Regions from separate parts of the Mus musculus genome. Here region 2 is linked to region 1. A link is a contact called in public HiChIP or PLAC-seq data. All regions are on one chromosome and are shown on one strand. Each heading gives the region's core, a stretch centred on a gene start, on an enhancer-like site or on the middle of the called end of the contact. The rest is flanking DNA. Distances are from core to core; before and after follow the strand shown. Region 1 overlaps Morn1 (MORN repeat containing 1). Region 2 overlaps Ski (ski sarcoma viral oncogene homolog (avian)).

What was found. HiChIP or PLAC-seq counts read pairs in DNA pulled down with a chosen protein or histone mark.
Region 2: a contact with region 1 is called in an H3K27ac HiChIP or PLAC-seq map of the HPC-7 cell line, with 6 times the contacts expected there. The contact joins two enhancer-like sites. A contact is called at or near these places in 8 of 484 Hi-C or Micro-C datasets (CD8 T cells, the N1E-115 cell line, bone marrow-derived macrophages and 4 more), 15 of 115 datasets of contacts at active chromatin or transcription factors (CD8 T cells, the HPC-7 cell line, astrocytes and 9 more) and 4 of 9 other capture datasets (adipose tissue, embryonic stem cells, liver and 1 more).

What each region holds. Positions count from the first base shown.
Region 1 is chr4:155,125,256-155,128,814 of GRCm38.p6, reverse strand. Morn1 (MORN repeat containing 1) reads right to left here. Exons shown (of 14, transcript NM_001081100.1): 11 at 15-136. Among named protein-coding and RNA genes, the nearest start is that of Morn1, 40 kb to the right of the region's middle. Within about 2 kb of position 1,889, at least 90 of the 459 cell types and tissues checked have an H3K27ac peak or open chromatin away from gene starts, as enhancers often do. A contact at or near this core is called in CD8 T cells, the HPC-7 cell line and double positive thymocytes, where this site is marked.
Region 2 is chr4:155,199,271-155,203,216 of GRCm38.p6, reverse strand. The region is part of intron 1 of Ski (ski sarcoma viral oncogene homolog (avian)); the gene reads left to right. Among named protein-coding and RNA genes, the nearest start is that of Ski, 21 kb to the left of the region's middle. Within about 2 kb of position 1,271, at least 145 of the 459 cell types and tissues checked have an H3K27ac peak or open chromatin away from gene starts, as enhancers often do. A contact at or near this core is called in CD8 T cells, the HPC-7 cell line and double positive thymocytes, where this site is marked.

The sequences.
Region 1 (3,559 bases), core at 640-3,139:
GCCTCGAGGCCTACCTCCAGCGTGCCGGGCAGGAACAGGTAAGGCTGCATGCCAGGCGGAGGGGCTCCGAGGAGGATGTCCACAAACTCGGCACAGCCGTGGTCCACTTGCTGACAGCAGGGTTTGTGTCTCCTGGCTGGGCGGAAGTTTTACCCGGAAAAATAAAACAGAGAGAGGCCCTGTGAACCCTGAGCAGACGGAGAGTTTCACTGTCATCGGGTGAGTGGACGGGGGGCACGAAGCAGAGCCTGGCTGGGGACAAACCTTTGTCCTGGGTATTTCTCTCAGCTAGCCCAAAAGAGAGAGGAGTGTGGACAGGGAAGTGTGGAGGCTGGGAGATAACTGTGGACACGCAGGGCAGACAAGAGGAGCTTGGATCAGAAGCATGGGCCGGGCAGAGTGGATAGGACAGTGTGTGGAAGGGAGTGTGCGAAGAGGGCTATAGAGCAGGCAGCGTGGGTGGGGCAGCAGAGTGGCAAGGCACGGTCAGAGTGGACAGGTGGTCCTTCCCAAACACATAGCACACCACAGTCCACTTTCCTGTAGGACTAAGCTCCAGGGTCCTTCCAATGGCCCTTATCCTGAAGGTTCTTTATTGGAGAAGAGATGTGACCTCCTAAGAGCCAGAGGTCCAAGATGGTGTCTGTGTGTGTGTGTGTGTGTGTGTGTGTGTGTGTGTGTGTGTAGGGGGACTCTGGCTAGAGCAGGAGCCTCAGATGAGCTACAGAGGAGATGGGGTGTTTCATGAAAGACTTGCACAGCAAAGGCAGGAAGACAAGGGTAGAACAGAGGGCAGTTCGAAGAGGGGGTACAGTTTGGGCCAGCATCATTAAGGGTGCTGAGATGCCTTAAGACAATGTCTCTTTGAGGAAAAGGGGTCTTCAGATAGGAAGACTCTGGCCGGCTCCTTGGTGGGACTAGGCTGAGTGGGGGAGCATCTTTCATCTCTGTGTTAGACAGGGCCCTGGGGCCAGAGACATTAATGTCCCTTCCCCAGAGCCCCGGTTTGCAAGAGCTGGGCCTCTGAAATATCTCCAGATTACAGGTGGGAGAATTATTTCTCTCAGAGGTGTATTAATTTTGTCTTATGGTGCACTAATAAAAACCTTTTTCTTATGCAAGGGCATTTCTGAGCTAACGTCCTTCCCCGCAGCTCTGTGCCTTGCACCACTGATGTCCTGGGCAGTGACTGGGAACCGCAATGCTGACAACGTGGTTTCTAGCTCTCTGTACACTGGAGGACCATGTGGGCTGTGCTCTGCCACCTCCTTCAGAGCAAGTTCCAGGACAGCCAGGGTTACAGAGAAACTGGGTCTTGAAAAAAAACAAAGAAAACAAACAAAGAAAAGGAGCAACTTTTGGCATTAAGATCCCAGCTCTGTCTTCATATCTCAGAGGCTTGTGCACAGTTAGGGTGACTGCTGGGTGGCCCTGTACGTCAGGCTCTGACTGGCCATGTACTGGTTCTAGGGAGTGGAGTAGTGTACAGACCCAGCAGGATCTGATGGGTCCAAGGCTATGAATGTCTGCACCCCTCGGGCTAGGAGGTTCTGGTCACACAGCTAAAGGACTTCTCCAGAAGTCACAGCGGCCAGCTGGCACCTCCAGAGCAGCTGCTCAGTGCCGCTCATCTGATGACCTCCCTGCTGCCATGTTGTTGCTGGAAACTGCAAGTTCAGACAAGATGAACGGTAGCCATGACAACAGGACATTCCCATTACTGATGCTAACCACAATGCTTCATGGGAAGGATGACATGGAGTCCAGCTCCTCAGTCTACACAGGGTTGGCACTTGAGGCCGTCTGGATGTGTGGCAGACCTCTCCCTGCCCCAAGAAAGGCTGCCTGGTAGGCCACAACACTTGTTACAAGTCAGAGAGGCCTTCACTTCCTGCCTTTGCCTCTTTGATCCTTGGGGCATAACAGACTGCTGCCTCAACAGGCCTTTGCTCTGCAGGGATGGTGTTCAGGCAGGCCACCCAAGGTCCTCAGCTGCTCCCCCTATACTAACCCTGTGCGTATCTGGTGGGAGCTCTTAGAGGAGGGGTGACTCATGGCTGAGGAAAGGGGAGAGAGGCACCCACAAGTATGCGGTTTCCCTGGAGGAAAGGGGCCACTTGGCAGGACTGCCAGCTGGAGGCCTTGCTGGTTGCTCTTAGAAGTGTGAGGTGAAGCTGACTGACAGTTCAGCTGCCCAGGAACATGTATGCTTCTGTCCATGGCTTGTCCACGGCGGATGAGGACCCAGGTTTCATAAGAACACAGTCAGTACCCTCTGCACCCAGGCTTCAGGGGACTGTCACCTGTCCCTCTGTACCCAGGTTTTGGGGGACTGTCACCTGTCCCTCTGTGCCCTGGCTTCAGGGGACTGTCAGTTGTCCCTCTGTACCCAAACTCAAGGGGAGGGGGGACTGTCACCTGTCCCTCTGCACCCAGGCTTCGGGGGGACAGTCACCTGTCCTGACTGTCACCTGTCCTACCCCATCATCACTGGCTACTGCCCAGCCCCACACCACACCAGGCCCTGCTGCGGGTACCCCTCACTTAAGTTGGTCTCTGTTCTTCTGAGCAGACCCCCTTCTCTCTCTTCTTGAGTGTCACATTCATTCAGCGCAGCCCCAACTCCTTACCCCTGGGAGAGCAGATACACAGTTTCCTGCAATAGACACACACTGTCCCAGGATATCCACATAGTACAGCCACAAGCACTTGAGCCTCTAGACACAACTCCTGTCCTCCCCCTTAACAGAGAAACAGCCTTTGTCCAGTCCCGTGTCCCCACTCTTCTCACTATTCTGCTCCCTGGGCAACTCTGGAGCCTTGTGCTTGAGCCCAGGCTGTGATGGTCCCACCTGGGCTCTCTGTCCCCAGGCTGCCCTGGAACTCACTTCTCACCCCTGCCCCCAGCATAAGACTGGTTCAGACAGAGCAACCCCCTCCTCAATCCTCAGACTGAGCCCTTCCCCTCTGCACCCTGAGGCTACCCATTCTTCAGATAGCCCTAGAGTCCCTCTCACCAGCCACCTCTTGTGTCCCCAGGGCTTGGTGTTCCCTTCCCATCATGCTACACAGACTGTTGCAGGTAACACCTGGGGATGTCCTGACCAGTTTTGCCCCAGCTGCCGGGAATCTCTCTGGTTGTGGTGTGTCCCTCTTACTCAGTTCACCCTGGGGCAACCACTTCACCTGTGTCCACCCAGTCTGCAAACGTGGTCCATAAGAGAGATAAGGCAAAAGCCTCCTCAAGGCTTAAGATCTTACTGCCGAGGAGTGATAAGCCACTGAGCTGTTATCAGATAGGGGAACAGTGCTGTCAATAGGAGTGTCTGCCTTCCAGCCTTGGACAGCTTCGGGTGGGGGCGGGGAGAGGGGCAGGGAGTCAGTCACTTGCAGGAGAGGTATTACAACACTTTACGCCACGCCATCCCTGCAGCTGAGAGACCACCCTGGGCTGTGGGGTTGGGGTTCTCACTTTCACCAGTTCTGGGGCAAGGGTTTTACAGCAGATACTTTGTAGCTACCGAGTGCTATGGATATTTCTGCTACATTTGTAGCTACC
Region 2 (3,946 bases), core at 22-2,521, 75 kb before region 1:
CTGTATAAATTCAAGGCCAGCCTGATCCACAGAGTGAGTTCTAGGACAGCTAGGGGGCTACACAGAGAAACCTATGTCTAGAAAAATTGAATAAACTAAGTTTATTATGGAGACAGTGGCCTGAGCAATAGCTAGAGTACTGCCGTGTAGCCTCAATTTAACTTTTCATATGTTTCTTGTTATTCCTCAGACAGAAGCCTAGAGGGGTCTTCTGTGAGGGAAGAGGAGGGTGCACCACATAGCAGCCCTCTCTTGAGTTTCTGGACTCTCCCAAACTTTCCCTGCACAAGCAGCCATAACTCTCTAAGAGGCTGCTGGCCTATCAGGGTGTTTGCTGTTACTCCCAGGGATCCGGTCCCAACATGTGTGTGCTCAATAATTAGCCACAAGCTCTGTAGATTTGATGGTTAGAAATGCTGTGAAGCAGAGGAAGAGGTAGACCTTGGGGAGAGGTGGGCCGGTGAGAACTGCAGCTGTGGTCCAGCTCTGTGTCTTTGTCTGGCAGGGTTACCGTCTCTAGAGCCCAGTGAGGATGAGGTACCCTGTGTTGACCTGCCCCTGATGAGACCTTTGTTTGTGCTTTCTTGTGCACCACACAAAAGAGGGCATGAGACTCCTTTGTTGATGGATGGCAGTGCAGAGGTCTTATTTGTGACTGTGCAAATCCTGTACCAGAGCACCACCACAAAGCAGAGACGGCTCATAGAGGACAAGTCAGAGCTGTAGGCCTGGTACCTTCTTGGGCCTAACCCTCTCTCATCTTTGGTCTGCTTTGGTAGAACTGTCCCGGTATGGGTAGCCATCTTACAACGACTGTGGTCTTGCCCTAATAGCAGGAGGTGACTACACTGGCCCAGGCGGTAGGAATGGGAGTGGATTTGGGTGTGTGAACGTGTGTTGTGGCTTAGTTAGCCGTGATTATTACCATGTGTTACCGTGTGGGCTCTTGGCGTTAAGGGAGTCGGCACGGCGCTGACCCTTGCAGGTTTTGACACTTATCTTCAGACATTGATGCTGAAGAGGGTTGAAGGCCGCTGTGCAGAGGGGCTGCGGCCTGGCTGCGTGGGATGGGGTCCTAGCCCGCGATTCTCCTGTTTGTTGGTGGTAGTAGATAGGCAGGAATGTGGAGACCTCAGCCCAGCAGTGGCCTCCAGTTTGTTACTGGAGCAAGCAACCCTGCAGTGAAGCCACCTCATTCCAGGACTCTTCAAACTCTAAGGTTCAAGGTCTCATCCGGGCGTTGACTAGGCTGCTTTTCCTTTCAGTTGAGTCTGTTCAGGATGAGCACAGCACATGGCCACCACTTGCCCCGTGCCCCATGTGTACTCAGTGCTGCTCTGCGTCTATCTACCTCTGGGTCTGAGTGAAATGGATTGCAGGGTGGTGGTGGTAGCCAAGTTAAGTGTTTCCTCTTCCATCTCTGCAGTGATCAGCCTTGCCTGGGTCACTTGGGATTTGCTGGCAGAATAGCAAAGCCCGTAGGAACTCCTGTCGCATGTGACTGTGGTTCCTTTGCTGTGTGCCCGTGGGTTCTGGAGCCAGGTTTCAAAGCGCTGTATGTAGGACTCAGAGTGTCCTAGACAGGAAGTGAAGTCAGGACAGAATGACATCAAACGTAAATGACTGACGGACCTTGATAGGAAGGTCCTAGGAAACACCTAGATAGGATGGAAAAGGGCAAGGGTAGATCAACTTGCCTGTGACCAAGTAGAGTTAAACAAAATGGGGTCGTGAATGTCATAACCTGACCATCGACACTCAGGAACTAGGGCATGTAAGATTCCGTGGCTAATGGTAAAATAAAAATAGAAGACCTGTACTTGGCACAGCAAATTCAAAAGCAGGAAGTGACCTAAGAGGCATATAGTGTGTAGGGGCTAGTTCATTACTAGCAATCTTAGTTACAGGGCAGTCCCAGGCAGTCACCATAAAGCCACAGCTTTCCAGTGAGGCGACAAAAACAGTTTACAGGTTTATTTCCGCTTGTGGTTTCAGAGTTTTTAATAAGCCTGAAACAAAGCAGAAAAAGCGTGACAGAGGAATGCTGCTGACCATGTGGCAGACAGAAGGAAGGACCAGAAATGAGTAGGTAGTCCTTCAAGAGCCCATCTCCAGTGACCCACTTCCTCCAACTAAGTTTCTCCTCCTAGTCAGTCTTTACCACCTGAATAAACCACTGGTGGCTCAGAGGAGTACTTCCCCAAAACCTTGGTTTAAGGGTAGCACTCTGTCCTTACCTCACTTCCTGTCTGGGCCATTCTTCTACTTGACCTCACTTCCTGTCTGGACAAATTTCTGCCCTGAAGTTGCATGTCTGACCTCATTTCCTCTCTTCTTTGTGTGGTGTGTTCCTGAAGTCAGCGGTCTCTACTTTTTGCATAAACTAGGTTTTCTTAGAAGTTTGGTTACCTGGTTACCACCTTGTTGTAGCTGTCCCTGCTTTTGAGCACAGTTCTCTCTGTGGTATTGTAGCTGTATGGATGGCCCTCATCCTCCTGTCTGCTGCTAGTTGCTGTTCTCATGTCTTTTCTGAGTGTATCTGTATCTCTTCTGATGTGGAGCTCCTGGAGTCTGAGTGACCACAGCATGCTGTGTGAGTGGGAGCCTGGGAGGCCAGGCTTTTGGTATTGTATGGCTAGGTTTTTTTTTTTTTCCCCTGGCTGGCCTTGAATTCACAGAAATCTACCTGCCTCCGCCTCATGAACACTGGTGATCATGCCTGGTGCACAGCTGGATATTTAATTTTGCATCCAGGGTTGGTTGGCCTGGGAGTTGTTTGCTTGTCTGACACGCCTGCCAGCATTTAGCCTCCAGTGTCTTGTGTGAAGAAGATCAGTGCCATCTGACGTGGGCTGTGACCTGCCTCTTTTCTTTGGGACGCTTTCAAGACCCCTTGACCTGGGCTCTGGAGACTATGTCATGAGCCCAGGACTGGGAGCTTTGTCTCAATGTACAGTTTGTCATTTCCTGGCTAGTGGCCTTCTCTTGCTTCTTGAGCTACTTTTTGTTTTTGTTTTTATTTTTTGGAACACCTTCTGATTGGGTAATGGCCATCCCATGTGACTGGCTCTTTCTTTTTCTTTACCTCTCTCTTGGTATTGCTTTCTGGAGATTTCCTCTGCCTTATATCTAATATTTTGTTTTCAGCTTTGGAATTATGTTTCAATTTCTGAAGGGAGGAATATCATTTTCTCTCTCTAAAAGCTACTACCAGTTTTGTGTCATGGATGCCATATTGTTTTCTGTTGTTGAAATTTTTAAAGAGGTTTCGTTTTCTGGCTTCCTGCATTAGATCTCCTTTGGGTGCATCTCTCTCCATGTTGACAGTTCTTGACCTGCTGGTCTTCTCAGGGTTGAAGTAGCCAGGGCCTGCAGGGTACAGGGCCTTTGGCAGGCAGCATGTTGGCTGCTTTCGCTATAGACTTCCCACTTCCTGTCCTACTGGGATTCCCGGCTCTTTCCCCCTGAAGCTCTGCCCTGGCCTGGGTCTCACTCATTTAGGCAGAGCAACGCCTGCTTCTTTTTCAGAGCACAGGGGTTGTAGTGATTAACTTTTCTTGTTTTTGTTTTTGTGTTCCAGAGTGATTTTGAATTCTGCTCTCCTACCTTGGTCCTCTCAGTTGTAGCTTTATAGTGGTGCACCACCAATCCAGGTTACTTGTGGTGATTGCAGAGACAGGAGAGTTGGAACGTACTTCCTCTTCTGTTTTGAAGCTATTTTCCTTTCTTTTTAAAATTATGTATGTGGACCACTGGTGGTAGCACACACCTTTAGTTGCAGCACTCAGGAGGCAGAGGCAGAGGCGCAGAGGCGCGCAGAGAGAGGCGCAGAGAGAGAAGGCGCAGAGAAGCAGAGGCGGTGGACCTCTGTGTTCAGTAAAGGTCAGACTGTCTACAGAGCCAGTTCTAGGAAAGCCAGGGCTACGCAGAAAAACCTGTCTCAAAA